3 separate regions of the Sus scrofa genome follow, and regions 2 and 3 are each linked to region 1. Evidence: chromatin contacts called from public targeted proximity ligation data. All regions are on one chromosome and are shown on one strand. The core of a region is the stretch at or near the end of the contact, and the rest is flanking DNA. Distances in the headings are between cores, read along the strand shown. Region 1 has its middle 45 kb from the start of FABP5. Region 2 overlaps PAG1 (phosphoprotein associated with glycosphingolipid-enriched microdomains 1). Region 3 overlaps PAG1 (phosphoprotein associated with glycosphingolipid-enriched microdomains 1).

Evidence for each region.
Region 2: a targeted proximity ligation map of alveolar macrophages shows a contact between it and region 1. A contact is called at or near these places in 1 of 47 Hi-C or Micro-C datasets (fibroblasts) and 1 of 2 datasets of targeted methods (alveolar macrophages).
Region 3: a contact with region 1 is called in a targeted proximity ligation map of alveolar macrophages. A contact is called at or near these places in 4 of 47 Hi-C or Micro-C datasets (alveolar macrophages, epiblast stem cells, liver and 1 more) and 1 of 2 datasets of targeted methods (alveolar macrophages).

The regions. Positions count from the first base shown.
Region 1 is chr4:55,325,570-55,330,410 of Sscrofa11.1, forward strand. No RefSeq gene overlaps it. Among named protein-coding and RNA genes, the nearest start is that of FABP5, 45 kb to the left of the region's middle.
Region 2 is chr4:55,548,036-55,552,876 of Sscrofa11.1, forward strand. It overlaps PAG1 (phosphoprotein associated with glycosphingolipid-enriched microdomains 1), which reads left to right. Exons shown (of 9, transcript XM_021089173.1): 3 at 1,625-1,716. Among named protein-coding and RNA genes, the nearest start is that of PAG1, 100 kb to the left of the region's middle.
Region 3 is chr4:55,473,565-55,478,405 of Sscrofa11.1, forward strand. All of the region lies in intron 1 of PAG1 (phosphoprotein associated with glycosphingolipid-enriched microdomains 1), which reads left to right. Among named protein-coding and RNA genes, the nearest start is that of PAG1, 25 kb to the left of the region's middle.

The DNA of each region.
Region 1 (4,841 bases), core at 1,377-3,876:
ACATATTTTAGCTGAGTATTTATTTCACTTATAAAAACGAAACAACAATATCCATACACACACACTCAAATGTGCCAAGAAATCAACCATAAGCTCTAGATAAGCCACAGGGAACCATATTCAATATCCCATAATAACCTATAGTGGAAAATAATCTGAAAAGTGTGTGTGTGTGTGTGTGTGTGTGTGTGTGTGTGTGTATGTTTTAAAATAACAGAATCACTTTGCTGTACACCTGAAACTAACATAATATTGTAAATCAGCCATATTTCATTACAAAATTTAAAAATAAATAAAGAAAACAATTTAATATCAGGAAATGATTTGAGAAAATAGCATGCCTTCTGTGCTTGCTTATCTTAACTTTCTAAAGCCCTTTTTCACATCTTCAATAAGTTCTGGGCGGTCAAAGTTCATAAGGAAGACCTGGAGCCATCATAAGTCTAAATCCGTTTTCCAGTTACCTTTCAGTTTATTACAAGTTTCCAATTTTTGGTCCATTGGGGTTTACCATGATAAGAAAGTCAATAAGGATTATACTTCTGGGGCTTATCAAAGCAAATCCTAGACAAAGGAAAACCTTTAGGCCCAAAGATACACCTTGTGTTATCACAATTTAATAGCAAATATATATAAATAAACAAGCCAAATGCCTAAAATACAATGCTGTTAACTACACCCTGGCACATTTATTTGGTGGAATTCTGCTTTTTAAAATGATGCTTCTAATGTGCAAATAGCATCATGGGAAACTATTTTAAATAAGTTAAAGTTGTAACTGCAAATAGGCAAGGATCACAGCCATGTAATAAAAACATTGTAGAGACAAAATGTTGAGAAAATACATCAAATATGAATAATATTTGGGTAGTAGAGCCATGACTTTTTTCTTTACTCATCAGTAATTTCCAAGTATTCTTTAATAAAATCTATTATTGTCATTATAAAATATTACTTGATTTTAATCCCAAAGTATGTTATTTTTATTATAAAATGTTACTTAATTTTTAATCCTAAAGCATATTTTGATGGACTAACCCTGCCAACTCAAAGCCTTGGGCCATTTTAGTCCAATGTACCTTAGATGCTTCTAAGAGTCATTCGGCCTTCTTAAAAAACTGTTCTACATATTTGTTTGCCAAGATTTTTTTTTTTTTTTTTGTCTTTTTGCTATTTCTTGGGCCACTCTGGTGGCATATGGAGGTTTCCAGTCTAGGGGTCCAATCGGAGCTGTAGCCATTGGCCTACACCAGAGCCACAGCAACACAGGATCCGAGCCGCGTCTACAAACTACACCACAGCTCACGGCAACGTTGGATCCTTTAACCCACTGAGCAAGGGCAGAGATCGAACCCTCAACCTCATGGTTCCTAGTCGGATTCATTAACCACTGTGCCACGAGGGGAACTCCAAGATTTTATTTCAGTTCTACAACCTTCTATGGAGCATTTTTTGTGTGGAGTCTTTGTGTTAGGCCTTGGGTTGGGGGAGAGAAGATACAAAGATAATATATAACATCTCACAGCAAGCACATCACCCTGTAGTGATGTGGCCACACACACAGATTCCCAGCTGTCTCCAGCACATCCATGTGCATCAAATGCTCTGCTAGAGATGAAAGGCAAGATCTACTTTACTTGCAGCCCTGGAGGAGTGTGTACAGGAAGCTGGCATTTGAGTTAGGAATTAAGGGTTGTGAAATATAAAATTGAAAGGGAGAATGTTCCTGAAAGAGGAAGAAAGGCCTTAAAACGCATGCAGGGTAATGAGTTGTCTGCCATGTGGGAACATTCAGTATGACGTGGGGAAAGACTTGGAATGAGGTGGGCATAATTGCAATGATACAATTGTTGGCAGTGTACACGAGAAGCCTAAATAAACTTGATCTTCTTCCAAGCTTTGGATATTGTATATTTAATTTATTCTGAAATACTCATATATCCATATCTCGATTTCCCATGTTTTGGCCTTTTTTTTTTTTTTTTTTTTTTTTTTTTTTTGGTCTTTTTAAGGCCATACTCCCAGCATATGGAGGTTCCCAGGCCAGGGGTTGAATCAGAGCTGCAGCCTCCGGCCTGCGCCAGAACCACAGGATTGCAGGATCCGAGCTGTGTCTGTGACCTACACCACAGCTCAAGGCAATGCTGGATCCTTAACCCACTGAGCAAGGTCAGGGATTGAACCCATATCCTCATGGATCCTGGTTGGGTTCATTACCACTGAGTCACAGTGGGAACTCTATGTTTCAGCCTATTTTTATTTTCAGTTCTGGACTTGCAAAATTATAATTATATTAGGAAATATAATAAAAATATAAAATTTTATTCAGGATTTACCTGTGCCTAGGCCTTCTGTTAAGCGTTTTCCATATATTATCTCACATGAGCCTCATGAAAATCACAGGAAGTAGGTCCTTATCCCCATTCTGCAGATGGATAGACTGAGTCACAGAAATATTAAATAATTTTCCCAAGTCACACAGATAGTAGGTAGGAATGAAAAGACATGAAGGCCAAAACTAATCACATGACTCATTAAATTAAAAGTAATTCTCAGGACTAGAACAGACTAGACCGCAGAATGCCCTCTGATGTAGTTCAACAAGGTGGCCACTAGATGGCAGAACTGGCCCACCTTGGATAGAGTTTGGACTGGGTGCGGTCCAATCTTGGAAACCTTTATGGGGTTTAAGCAATGATTAGAAACAGCTGATTCTCTCCAAATTAAGCAAAGATAGGGCTAATATGCATGCCTATATAGTTACACTTTAACAGGAAAAATTTCATTTTTCAAAATCAAGAACCACAATCTTTGATAATTTCCCACATATTTAGAAATGTGTAATCTACAACATAAAACTAAAGAGGAGTTCCTATGGTGGCTCAGAGGTAACAAATCCAACTAGTACCATGAGGCTGTGGGTTCAATCTCTGGCTTCTCTCAGTGGGTTAAGGATCCGGTGTTGCCGTGAGCTGTGGCATAGGCCGCAGATGAGGCTTGATCCCGCCTTGCTGTGGATGTGGCTCCAATTCGACCCCTAGCTTGGGAATTTCCGTATGCCGTGGGTGTGGCCCTAAAAAGCCAAAAAATAAAAAACAATTAAAAAATACATAAATAAAAAGGTTATGTCTTCTCATTTCTTCCTTCACAGAGGAGGGGGTACTAGGCGCCTGGCCTTTTTAAATGAGGCTCTTTCTGGTTTCAATCACCATGTCTTTGTCCGCTACAGTAAAAAATGAGAGTGCTACACCTCGTTTTAGGGAATGAAGACTCGCCAGGGCCTGACTTAGGCACCATATTTGTACCCTGGGTTGACTTGTACCTATTCCTCCACCCTGGGAAATTTGCAACTGTTTAACTCAGGTGAATCAGGTACAAATATTTAACAGGGATTATGCAAGAGAAACATCATCCAGGAAATCAGTTTAACAGGCAGAACCTAATGCTATCATTTGTCATCTGTTTTTCAGGTTGAAGTCAAAACTCAAGAGACCTTTGCTCAAAGAGCTAAAATTGTCCTATCTATTAATGGCATGGACTCTCAGGAAGTTCACTCATAGAAGTACCCAGCTTCTAGTGGGAATAGATCAACATGACATTCCTCCAAACCTTGAGATAAAATACAGGCTCCACCCAAATCACCATATCCTGGGGCTTCTGTGAAATGATAGGCCCAAGAGAGGGACCTTCTAAACATGGAAGGGACACATGAGGCCAAGGCGCATCAAGTTCAGATGACACTGAACCCACACAAACCTTGACCCCCTAGTTCCTGTTTCCTAGAAAGAGCATGATCCTGGGGCAATTCAGCCTCTCCCAGAACCCCTGCACAGCCCCAGTCCTGTTTAAAAGAAAAAAGAAAAAATCCTAGTCAGAAAACACGTCACTGAAGAACACAAAGAAGAATTTGTAATTCCAAAACGTGAAATGAGAGGAGGCATTCAAAGCCATGTCCAGTGAAAGAGAAAGTGTCTCCCATTGTACTTTTGCTAGAACAGGCCCTGGAGGCTTTTCTCATAAATGAGAACAAAATTCTTCCTCCTTCTTCAAAAAGAAGAAACACGAATATCTTTGTATCAGATTCCTGAGTATTTATAGAGATGCATTTTTAATATATCTTTATTTAATCAGCTTTATTGAGGTATGATTAACAGAATATAAAAAGTACTGATTTTAAGGTTACACTTTGTTGAGTTTTAGCAAACACATACTATCCACAACCACTATTGTGAACATTTCTCATGACTCCCCAAATTGAGCATTCTTCTATGCACACAACTCCTTCCTCCCATCCCTCTCCCAGGTCCTCAGTTCCTCAAACACTTTACTTTCCATCACTCAAGTTTTTCTTTTTCCATAATATCGTAAGATGAAATCGTATCACATATGGTCTTTTCTTGCCTGGCTTCTTTCACTCAGTGTAATGTTTTTAAGATGCATCCATGATATTGAAAGTATCAATGAAGGGCTTTTTTAATTAAAACATAGCTGATTTACAATATTGTGTTAGTTTCAGGTGTACAGCACAGTGATTCAGTATTTTTGCAGATTATATTCCACTAGAGGTTATTACAAGATAATGGGTAAAGGGAGTTCCTATTGTGGCTCAACGGGTTACAAACCTGACTAGCATCCACAAGGATGCAAGTTCCACCCCGGCTTCACTCAAGGATCCGGCGTTGCCTTGAGCTGTGGTGTAGGTCGAAGACATGATTCGGATCCCGAGGTGCTATGGCTGTGGTTAGGCTGGCAGCTGCAGCTCTGATTCAACGCCCAGCCAGGGAATTTCCATATGCCCTGAAAAGCCAAAAAGAAAACAAAACCAAGATAATGGGTATAAT
Region 2 (4,841 bases), core at 701-3,200, 220 kb after region 1:
ACAAAAAATAAATAAATAAAGTGTAGTTGATTTGCAGGTTGTGCTAATTTCTCTTGTACAGCAGAATGGCTTAGTTCTATACACACACACATACACACATATTCTTTTTAAAAATATTCCTTTCCATTGTGGTTTATCCCAGGATACTGGATATAGTTCCCTTTGCTGAGCAACAGGACTTCATTTCTTATCTGTTCTAAATGTAATAGTTTGTATCTACTAACCCCAAACTCCCAGTCCATCCCTCTGCCCACTTCCAGCAGCCATAAGTCTGTTCTCCTTGTCTGTGGGTCTGTTTCTGCATTATAGATAGGTTTATTTGTACCATATTTTAGATTCCACATATAAATAATATCATATGGTATGTCTTTCTCTCTCTGATTTATTTCACTTAGTATGAGAATATCTAGTTGCATCCATATTCCTGTGTGGCATTATTTCACTCTTTTTCATGGCTAAGTATACTGTATTCCATTGTATATATGTACCACATCTTAATCCATTCATCTGTTGATGGACATTTAGGTTGTTTCCAGGCTTTGGCTATTGTGAATCATGCTGCAGTGAACACTGGGGTACATGTATCTCTTTGAATCATTGCTTTGTCTGGATATACGCCCAGGAATAGGATTGTTGGATCATATGGTAGTTTTATATTTAGTCTTCTGAGGAAACTCCATACTGTTTTCCACAGTGGTTGCACTAATTTACTTTCCCACCTACATTGTAGGAGGCTCCCAGAGATTGTGCTTTTATTTTATTTATTTATTTATTTATTTATTTATTGTCTTTTTAGGGCCACTCCCGTGGCATATGGAGGTTCCCAGGCTAGGGGTCTAATAGGAGCTGTAGCCGCTGGCCTATGCCACAGCCACAACAATGCAGGATCTGAGCCGCTGCGATTCTTGACCCGCTGAGCGAGGCCAGGGATTGAACCCGAAACCTCATGGTTCCTAGTTGGACTCGTTTCCACTGCACCATGATGGGAACTCTGAGTGAGATTCTACTTTTAATAACACATTTTCACAGTTAAATCACAGCTTACCTTCCCTCAAAACATAAATACTGTCTTCAAATAAATCATTTGTTTTATCTCAAATTCAGACAACAGTTACTTGAATTTTACTCTCACTAAAATAACATAGATTATTTCTCCTAAAACTGGGAAAAATGGAGAAGGACCCAGTAATTTGATGTGTATTTGACCAGACATTGACTTGGCTGCTATTTTCAAGAGATTTTAGGCATTCCCACTGTGGCTTGGTGGGTTAGGCACCCAAATAGTATCCATGAGGATTCATGTTTGATCCCTGCCCTCGTTCAGTGAGTTAAGCTCCATTTCGACCCCTGTTCTGGGAACTTCCATATGCCATGGGTGCAGCCCTAAAAAGACCAAAAAAAAAAAAAATGGTTTTAAATTGATTCACTTCTATGCGTAATTTTTTCCTCTGCTTTGTCATTTGCTCTGTTCAGGAAGAAATATAAACCTTGGTGTTTCACATAAATTTGCCAGCATTTTTTACAATCAACTGGACAAATATCTTTTCACAGTCTCTGTCCGTCTGTCTTTTTTTTTCTTCTTCTTCTAACTTTTTTTTTTTTTTTTTTTTTTTTTTGGTTATAGGCCAAGAAGAAAGAGAGAACATTCATCAAATATTTCAAAGGGAACACATCGCCAGCATTTTGACTATTTATTTGGACAAACATTTCTCCAAGGTAAATATTACCATTGTACCAATGGGGAAGAGGGGGGCACATCGTTAGAATTTGCAGATGCAGTAGAAGCGCACAAAGGCTGAATTGTTGAGTCTAATACAAACCTAGAGTGAGAGGAGAGAGGGAAGGAGAGGAAACAGGGGGAGAAAGTGGGGCTTTGGGGACACCCCGCAGTCTCTTCTCAATGTGTTACCAGGAGGATGCCGTCAGCATCTGGGAGCCCATGGAGCTGGACTCAGAATGGGTGGGAGAAAGAGGAAGCTGTATTTTTTTTTTTTTTATTTTGTGTCGGTGTCTCTCAGATATTCATGAAAACAACAGGCAATGAGGTCTGATTGTAAAAAGAGCATTTTTTCTTTCATGAGAAAAGGATTGGCTAATTCCTTTTAGGGATGAAAATAAGATATATGCTGTATTCACATCATGGGGCGGGGGAATGAATCATAGTTTTTTACACCAACTAAGGCTGACCAATATGAAAGATTTTAAGGAAATCCATGTTCTTCTTTTATGAAAATACTTAGTAAGTAAATCTTTCGTTGGTTGATGACGAATCCTTCTTGTTTGAAAGCATTATATACTTGATGCTTCTTTTCAGGGGAGGGGAAGGAGTGTGTGTGTGTGTGTGTGTGTGTGTGTGTGTATAAAAGAGAAAGAGAGTGAGCGAGCTGTGTGTGTGTGTGTGTGAGAGAGAGAGCAGTGTTTGTGTGTGTATGTGTGTGAGAGAGAGAGAGCTGTGTTTGTGTGTGTGTGTGTGAGAGAGAGAGAGAGAGAGAGAGAATGAAGATGAGACAGAAGGACACCAAAGAGAAATCTGTCAGCATCCTACTGTATATTTCAGAGAATTAACTCGAGGCATTTTCTTTATGAATCACGAGCTTATTGAGAATAAAGCCTTCGCAGAAGCAGCTGAATTCCTCGTCAGCTCCAGCATTCATGAATTAGCTGCCAATATTTTTAACACAAATTGCTGTGTCATTTCTGTGAAGTTCCCCTGTTGCTGCTCAGGCTGAAGCTAAAAGCTGTTTTTGCTCAGCCCTGAAATTTCAGCTGAGAAAATTTCCTTTCTGAGAAAGATATTCGTGGGCATGCATTCACACACAGAAATGCCAAAATATACTATCCAATTTAAAAGAAAATAAATTTGGGATTCCCATTGTGGCGCAGCGGGTTAAGAATCCGACTAGTATTCATGAGGATATGGGTTCGATCCCTGGCTCCGCTCAGTGGGTTAAGGATCTGGGGTTGCCCTGAGCTATGGTGTAGTTTGAGACGTGGCTCAGATCTGGGGTTACGGTGGCTGTGGTGTAGGCTGGCAGCTGCAGCTCTGATCAACCCCTAACTTGGAAACCCGTATGCTGCAGGTGTGACCCTAAAAATAAAAATAAAAATATCTATTAAAAATAAAAAAAAAATAAACTCATTGACTTTCTCTGTTTAGCAGTTGATAGAGAGCCGACGTTACATAGTCCTGAGCTGGCTAAAAAGCAATTCCAGATTGGCAGGGGGGAGAAGGAGGTTTTTCTCACCAGTCCTCATTCTGCCTGTTCTCTTCTGAAGGGGTTGGGTTGGGGAAATGGAGTCTTGTACATTAGAGGAGAATTCTGTGATACTATTCATTCTCTGTTCTGACAGAGAAGACATTGTTTATTCGCTGTAATTGGCTTGGCAGGAGTCTGTGCTGTGCATACAGAAAGGGAACGTTGCAAAGCAGTGGGGAATCTCAGAATCCTAAGTAATAGAGCAGCTTAGAGCTTTTTTAAAAATGTCTTCTAGTAGCTTCCATCACTGTAGATGCAAGTGATCATGGGGGGCAGGGAGAGTTTTCCTCGAAGTGACAGTTTTCTTGACCTTGCTTTATGCATGTCTCACATAAAGAAAAAAAATCTTTAAGGTAGCAGCATGTCTTTTGAAATCCTGCAGCAGTAAAAGTTAAAAGCAGGAAAGGTGAGAAATACATTCCAAACACACTAGACCTGCTTTGAGATCGCTCCCTACATATTAACATTCCGACGTCGGTATAAACAAAAAAATAACCCATGCGTGTCACCTGATGATTCACAGAAACAAGTGGGAGCTGCCTAAGATAAGAGAAAAAGGACACAGTCAAAGATGTGCCTTGAGGTATGAAGTGCTCTGCCAGGGACAGTGTGAGAGGGTGCCATGCTCAGAATGTTCAGAACTTTAAAGCAGCAACTGTAAAAACCAAGTTTCAAAGCCCTCTGCAAACCCTGCATTGAAAACCGAATTGGCCAAAATGTAAACTCAGGGTGTGGGGTTTGTGCCTCTTAAAGCTGTGCATTCACCCTCCACTTTCCGCTGAACACTCCCCCGCCCCACCCCAAGCCCAATCCCAAGTGTCTGGGGACTCGGGTGTGTGCCTGTGCATCTCTTACCAAAGCAGAGAAAGCTGTCAGCCAGGCTGTAGGCTGCCAGGTTCACAGACACAGCACAGGAGCTGGTCCAAGGGAACCCTGGGAGCAGGTGGGCCTGCCATCCCCAGCCAAGTTCACGGGCCCCTCATTCTTATGCTCACAGAGTGATTTTTCTTTTTTTTTTTTATTTGGTTTAATTGGGGTGTAGTTGATTAACAATTTTTTTTTGTCTTTTTTTGCCATTTCTTGGGCCACTCCCCCAGCATATGGAGGTTCCCAAGCTAGGGGTCAAATCGGAGCTGTAGCCACCGGCCTACGCCAGAGACACAGCAACGCCAGATCCAAGCCTTGTCTGCAACCTACACCATGGCTTATGGCAACGCTGGATCCTTAACCCACTGAGCAAGGCCAGGGATTGAACCAGCAACCTCATGGTTCCTAGTCAGATTCGTTAACCACTGCGCCATAATGGGAACTCCCAGTTGATTAACAATTTTGTATTAGCTTCAGGTTTACAGCAAAGTGAATCAGTTATACGTATACACATATCCATTCTTTTTTCCCGTGATAGGTTATTACAGAACATTGAGCAGATCACCTTGTGCTATACAGTAGGTCCTTGGTAGTGATCTATTTTATATCTAGTACTGTGTATGTGTCAATTCCATTCTTCCAGTTTATCCCTCCCCCGCCCCCCCAAGGTTTCCCTTTTGGGAACACAGTTTGGTTTTGAAATCTGTGAATTTGTTT
Region 3 (4,841 bases), core at 1,412-3,911, 150 kb after region 1:
TCTAGTGATGTGTTGGACGCAAGACTCTATTAAGCCTCTAGGTGTCTGATGCATGGATTCCACAGAGCGATTTTTAAGAAATAGTGTGTCATGGAGTTTCCATTGTGGCACTGCAGAAACAAATCTTACGAGCATCCATGAGGATGCAAGTTCAATTCCTGCCTTTGATCAGTGGGTTAAGGATCTGGAGCTGTGGCGTAGGTCATAGTCTCGCTCAGATCCCGTGTTGCTGTGGCTGTGGTCTATGCCAGCAGCTGTAGTTCCAATTTGACCCCTAGCCTGGGAACTTCCATATGCCGTGGGTGCGGTCCTAAAAAAAAAAAAAGTATGACTAAGGACTATGCTTCCTGGAGTATAGCATTGAATTCTCACAACACCCCTGTAACAGAAATGTACGCTGCCTGGGTTAGGAAACCAGGCTCAGTATGATTCAGCACCTGGCCCAAGGTCACACTGCTGGTGCATGTTATGACTAGAAAAGTAGTCGCCCTTTTTTGTAGCTAGTCCTGCCTCCATGAAGATGGAAGGAACAGCTCTGCAAAATTCCAAAATCCTTGTTGCGTGTTCATTGTCTCACGAATGAACATGACCCTTCTCCCAAATCCAGGACTCTGTACATCCCATCTTGGAACAGAACCAGAAATTTCCATTATGGCTGGCTTTTCTGGAGGAGAAGTTTAATTTTGTTTCTTCAGGGTAGGATTGTAAGTCCTGGATGGGTAGGAAATAGCCATTAGGAAGGACAGATTTGACCTTCATCGGTCTTTCTGGGTTCTCTTTTTTTGCCTTTTTTTATGTAAAAGAAGTTAAGAGGGTTAAGGGATAGCATCTTTTTAAATCATCCTTAGACCTGGAAACCCAGCCATCATGCCTCACAGAAAATTATTGTGCTTTCAGTTGCCATGAATCATTTATTTCTTAAGTGGCTCTTGAACCAAGAGTTGTGAAAAGGATGTTGAGGAGCTGGAGGAGGGTTGCTGCGTGAAAAGCACACTGATAATTAGGAATCTCATGTCAAAGCAGGCTTGAAAACACATTTACTTAAATAAATTATCTGCCTGCCCCCATCTGAACGTGTGGAGAAACTTCCAGGCTTCCAGCCATGTTTTCTTCTGCTGTTAGGTTATTGAATTTGTTGCTCTGGATTTCATTTCATAATGATGTTTAGGTTGGCCTGACTTTTAGGAAGGGAGGCATCCCATATTATCAGTTTGTTAAGGTTCCCATAACCAAATAGCACTGATAGGGTGGCTTTAAATGACAGAAATTTATACCCTCACACTTCTCAAGGCTGGAAGTCCAAAACCAGTGTGTCAGCAGGCTTGGTATCCTCTAAGCCTCTGCTTGCCTTGCACCTGGCCGTCCCCTCGCTGCCTTTTCACACTGTTGCTCCCCCCATCTCAGTGTGACACCTCTGTGTGTTGTTTTTTCCTCCTCATATAAGAACACTCAGCAGGAGTTCCTGTTGTGGCTCAGTGGAAGTGAATCTTACTAGGAACCATGAGGTTGAGGGTTCGATCCCTGGCTTCATGCAGTGGGTTAAGGATCCTGCATTGTCATAAGCTGTGGTGTAGGTTGCAGACGTGGCTCGAATCTGGTGTTGCTGTGGCTGTGGCCTAGGCAGCATATGTAGCTCCGATTAGACTCCTAGCCTGGGAATCTCCATATGCTGCGGGTTTGGCCCTAAAAAGACAAAAAGAAAAAAAAAAAAAAAGAAAGAAAAAAGAACACTCAGCAGATTAGAGGAGAACCCACCTTCACGACCTTACGTCACTCAATTACCTCTTCGAAGGCTGTATCTGCAAATACAGTCACACTCTGGGACAGTCACACTTAGGACTTCAACGTAGACATTTGAGGGAAACTCAAGTCAGTTCATAATACACCCCCCGCCCTGGGAATATACAGAGGGAAGGAGCATGAAAAAAGAGCAAGAGGGAGTTTCTGTCATGGCTCAGTGGAAATGAATCTGACCAGCATCCATGAGGATGCAGGTTCAATCCCTGGCCTCACTCAGTGTTGCCGTGAGCTGTGGTGTAGGTCCCAGATGTGGTTCAGATCCTAGGTTGCTGTGGCTGTGGTGTAGGCTAGCTGCTACAGCTCCAATTTGACCCCTGGCCTGGGAACCTCCATATGCCGTGGGTGCAGGCCAAAAAAAAAAAAAGAAAAAGAAAAAGAAAGAAAAAATCCAAGAGCAAGAAAAAATTCTCCCCAAGCCACCTGCCTCCATCCTACCCTGCTCCTCACCTCTGCTAGACCCCTGCAGCAAGAGGAGGGGAGAAATGACTCTGAGCCACAGACCAGCAGCTTTTTAAATGTCAGCCCCACCCACGCTGGACTCAGTAGGAGCTGCCTGCCTCAGGCGTGAACCCAGTTTGAATGAGCTTCCTGGAAGCTGAGAAATGGGCTCTGTCTCCTTTGAAGCCTGACTGTTAAGCTTACTGCAGGGGAGAGGTGAGCCTTTTGGTTTTCAGACTCCAACATGATTGTCTCAGGTTTTCCAAGGGGTGCATTTTTTGTTGTTTGGGGTTGAGGGGGCTGTCTCATTTCCATCATTATGGTGGGAGGTGGACTCAGGGCTACCTCTGGAGGTGCTGCATACGAGACAGGGCATCGTATTTTGAATGTGAAATGTACTCCCATCTGCTGGCATTTGTCTGTTAGCGAAAGAGGAACTTCAGCGACAATCCTGAAATGAAAAGAAAACCAAAGCTGTAACTGCACTTTAAAGAACTGCGGATTTGTAGTGAGAAGAGACTTTGGCTTTGTGATTAGAGTGAAAGCATTTTGTGTTGATTATGTCGATTGTCAGGTCTGAAAACATAGACATATATGTCCTAGAGCATATCATGTATTGCAGAATAATATTAATATACCATATGTTACATGTTGTCACCGATCTCTAGACTTTCTGACCACCCTCAGGCCTTTTAAACATTAATTGTGCTAGGTTAATGCCCTAAGCGCTAGCTGCATCCTTGCTTCTTGGCTCAGCTACTGATGCTAGGATGACTTATCTTGCTGGGGCAGCCTCAGGTAACGTGCATGATCAGGTCTGTTTTTATGCAGCTAGTTTTGATGGTGCCAAAAACATGATATGTTGTTAGCATGTTATTGTGTTCGTTTTATAGTTTGATTTGTCCAGTGAGTGTCTTGGAGGCTTCATTCATTAAACTTTAATTGAATACCAACTACTTTTCAGGCACATTAGCATATATCATAAGGCCTCAAAATTCCCACTTGGCAAGAGAAGACATCTAGTGGAAGTGCTGGCATGACTTGCCCCTGTCATGAAGTGAGGGAGTCTCTGAGTTGGGTTTTCAGGGAGATATGATAGCAGTCGTGTTCTGGGCTTCACTCGCTCTGTTGTTCTGTGATTTCTTTGTTGAAGCTCACCACCAAGCTAGTTTTGAGATCAGATAGGAATTAATGAATTGGTAAATCAGATTGTGTGTCCTTCTGACTTACATATACCATTGACTTGACTTAAGAAATAATTTGCTTCCTTGTTTTCTCTGTACGATCTTGGCTAACACATGCTGCTAAATGGTGCATTTAATTTACAAAGCAGGGAGTTCCCGTCATGGCTCAGTGGTTAAGGAACCCGACTAGCATCCATGAGGACTCGGATTCGATCCCTGGCCTCGCTCAGTGGGTTAAGGATCTGGCGTTGCCGTGAGCTGTGGTGTAGGTTGCAGATGCAGCGCGGATCCCAAGTTGCTGTGGCTGTGGCATAGGCTGGCGGCTATAGCTCTGATTCCACCCCTAGCCTAGTAGCCTCCATATGCCACGGGCGTGGCCCTAAAAGACAAAAAAAAAAAGTACAAAGCAGTTGTCAGATCAGTTCCTTGACAAGGGATAAACGTTTGGACCAAGCTAATATTGCTGAATCTGTGGAGGGACACAAACAATGTTAGTTGATTGACATTTAGAAGCCACTTTGCTCTGAGATGCAAAGATTCTAGTGGATCTGTCATATTTGACAAAGATGAAGTCGTATTCAGAATAAATATTTTTCTCTGAAGCTTCATTATAGAAAGTGATGTTATTTTAATATTCATCAATGGATTGATCTTTATTTAGATAGCTGTCCAAACTAATACTGGGAAGGTTTTTTGCATCACCTGATGACTAGGTTACGACTATTGTGGTACAACTCATTGGTAAAATTAGCCCCTCACTTTTGAAGGTTTCGTTAACCCCAGCATTTATCAAGTACTACCATGAATAGTTTATTCATATCTGTATATGCTTAACCAGATCATAGAGGAAAGGAAGTGTCTTAGTACTTCTTTTGGAATTCCCCTTGGTGCTGACACAAAATGAGTATTTGCTATAAGATATTCTAACTTAACACGTTCAAATACCCAAGGGTATCTAGACCCCTAGGCTGTCTTCTGCCACGTTTTATCTCTTCCTGTAGATTCTGCCATCCTTTCCATTGCCTGTTCAGTAGAGCTGGCAAATACAATAGGAAGTCTTTTTTTTAGGGCTACACTCATGGCATATGGAGGTTCCTAGGCTAGGGGTCTAATCAGAGCCATAGCCACTGGCCTACGCCAGAGCCACAGCAACGCCAGATCTGAGCCTCGTCTGTGACCTACACCACAGCTCATGGCAACGCTGGATCCTTAACCCACTGAGAAAGGCCAGGGATTGAACCCACAACCTCATGGTTCCTAGTCAGATTTGTTTCCGCTGTGCCATGACAAGGACTCCAGGAAGTGATTCTTGATGCCTCTTTATCTTTCACCGTTCATAGCCCTTGGTCACCGAGGTTTATCCATTGTATCTTTTAAATATTGAATCTGCCTTTTAATTTCAAATCCCTCTGCCATTCT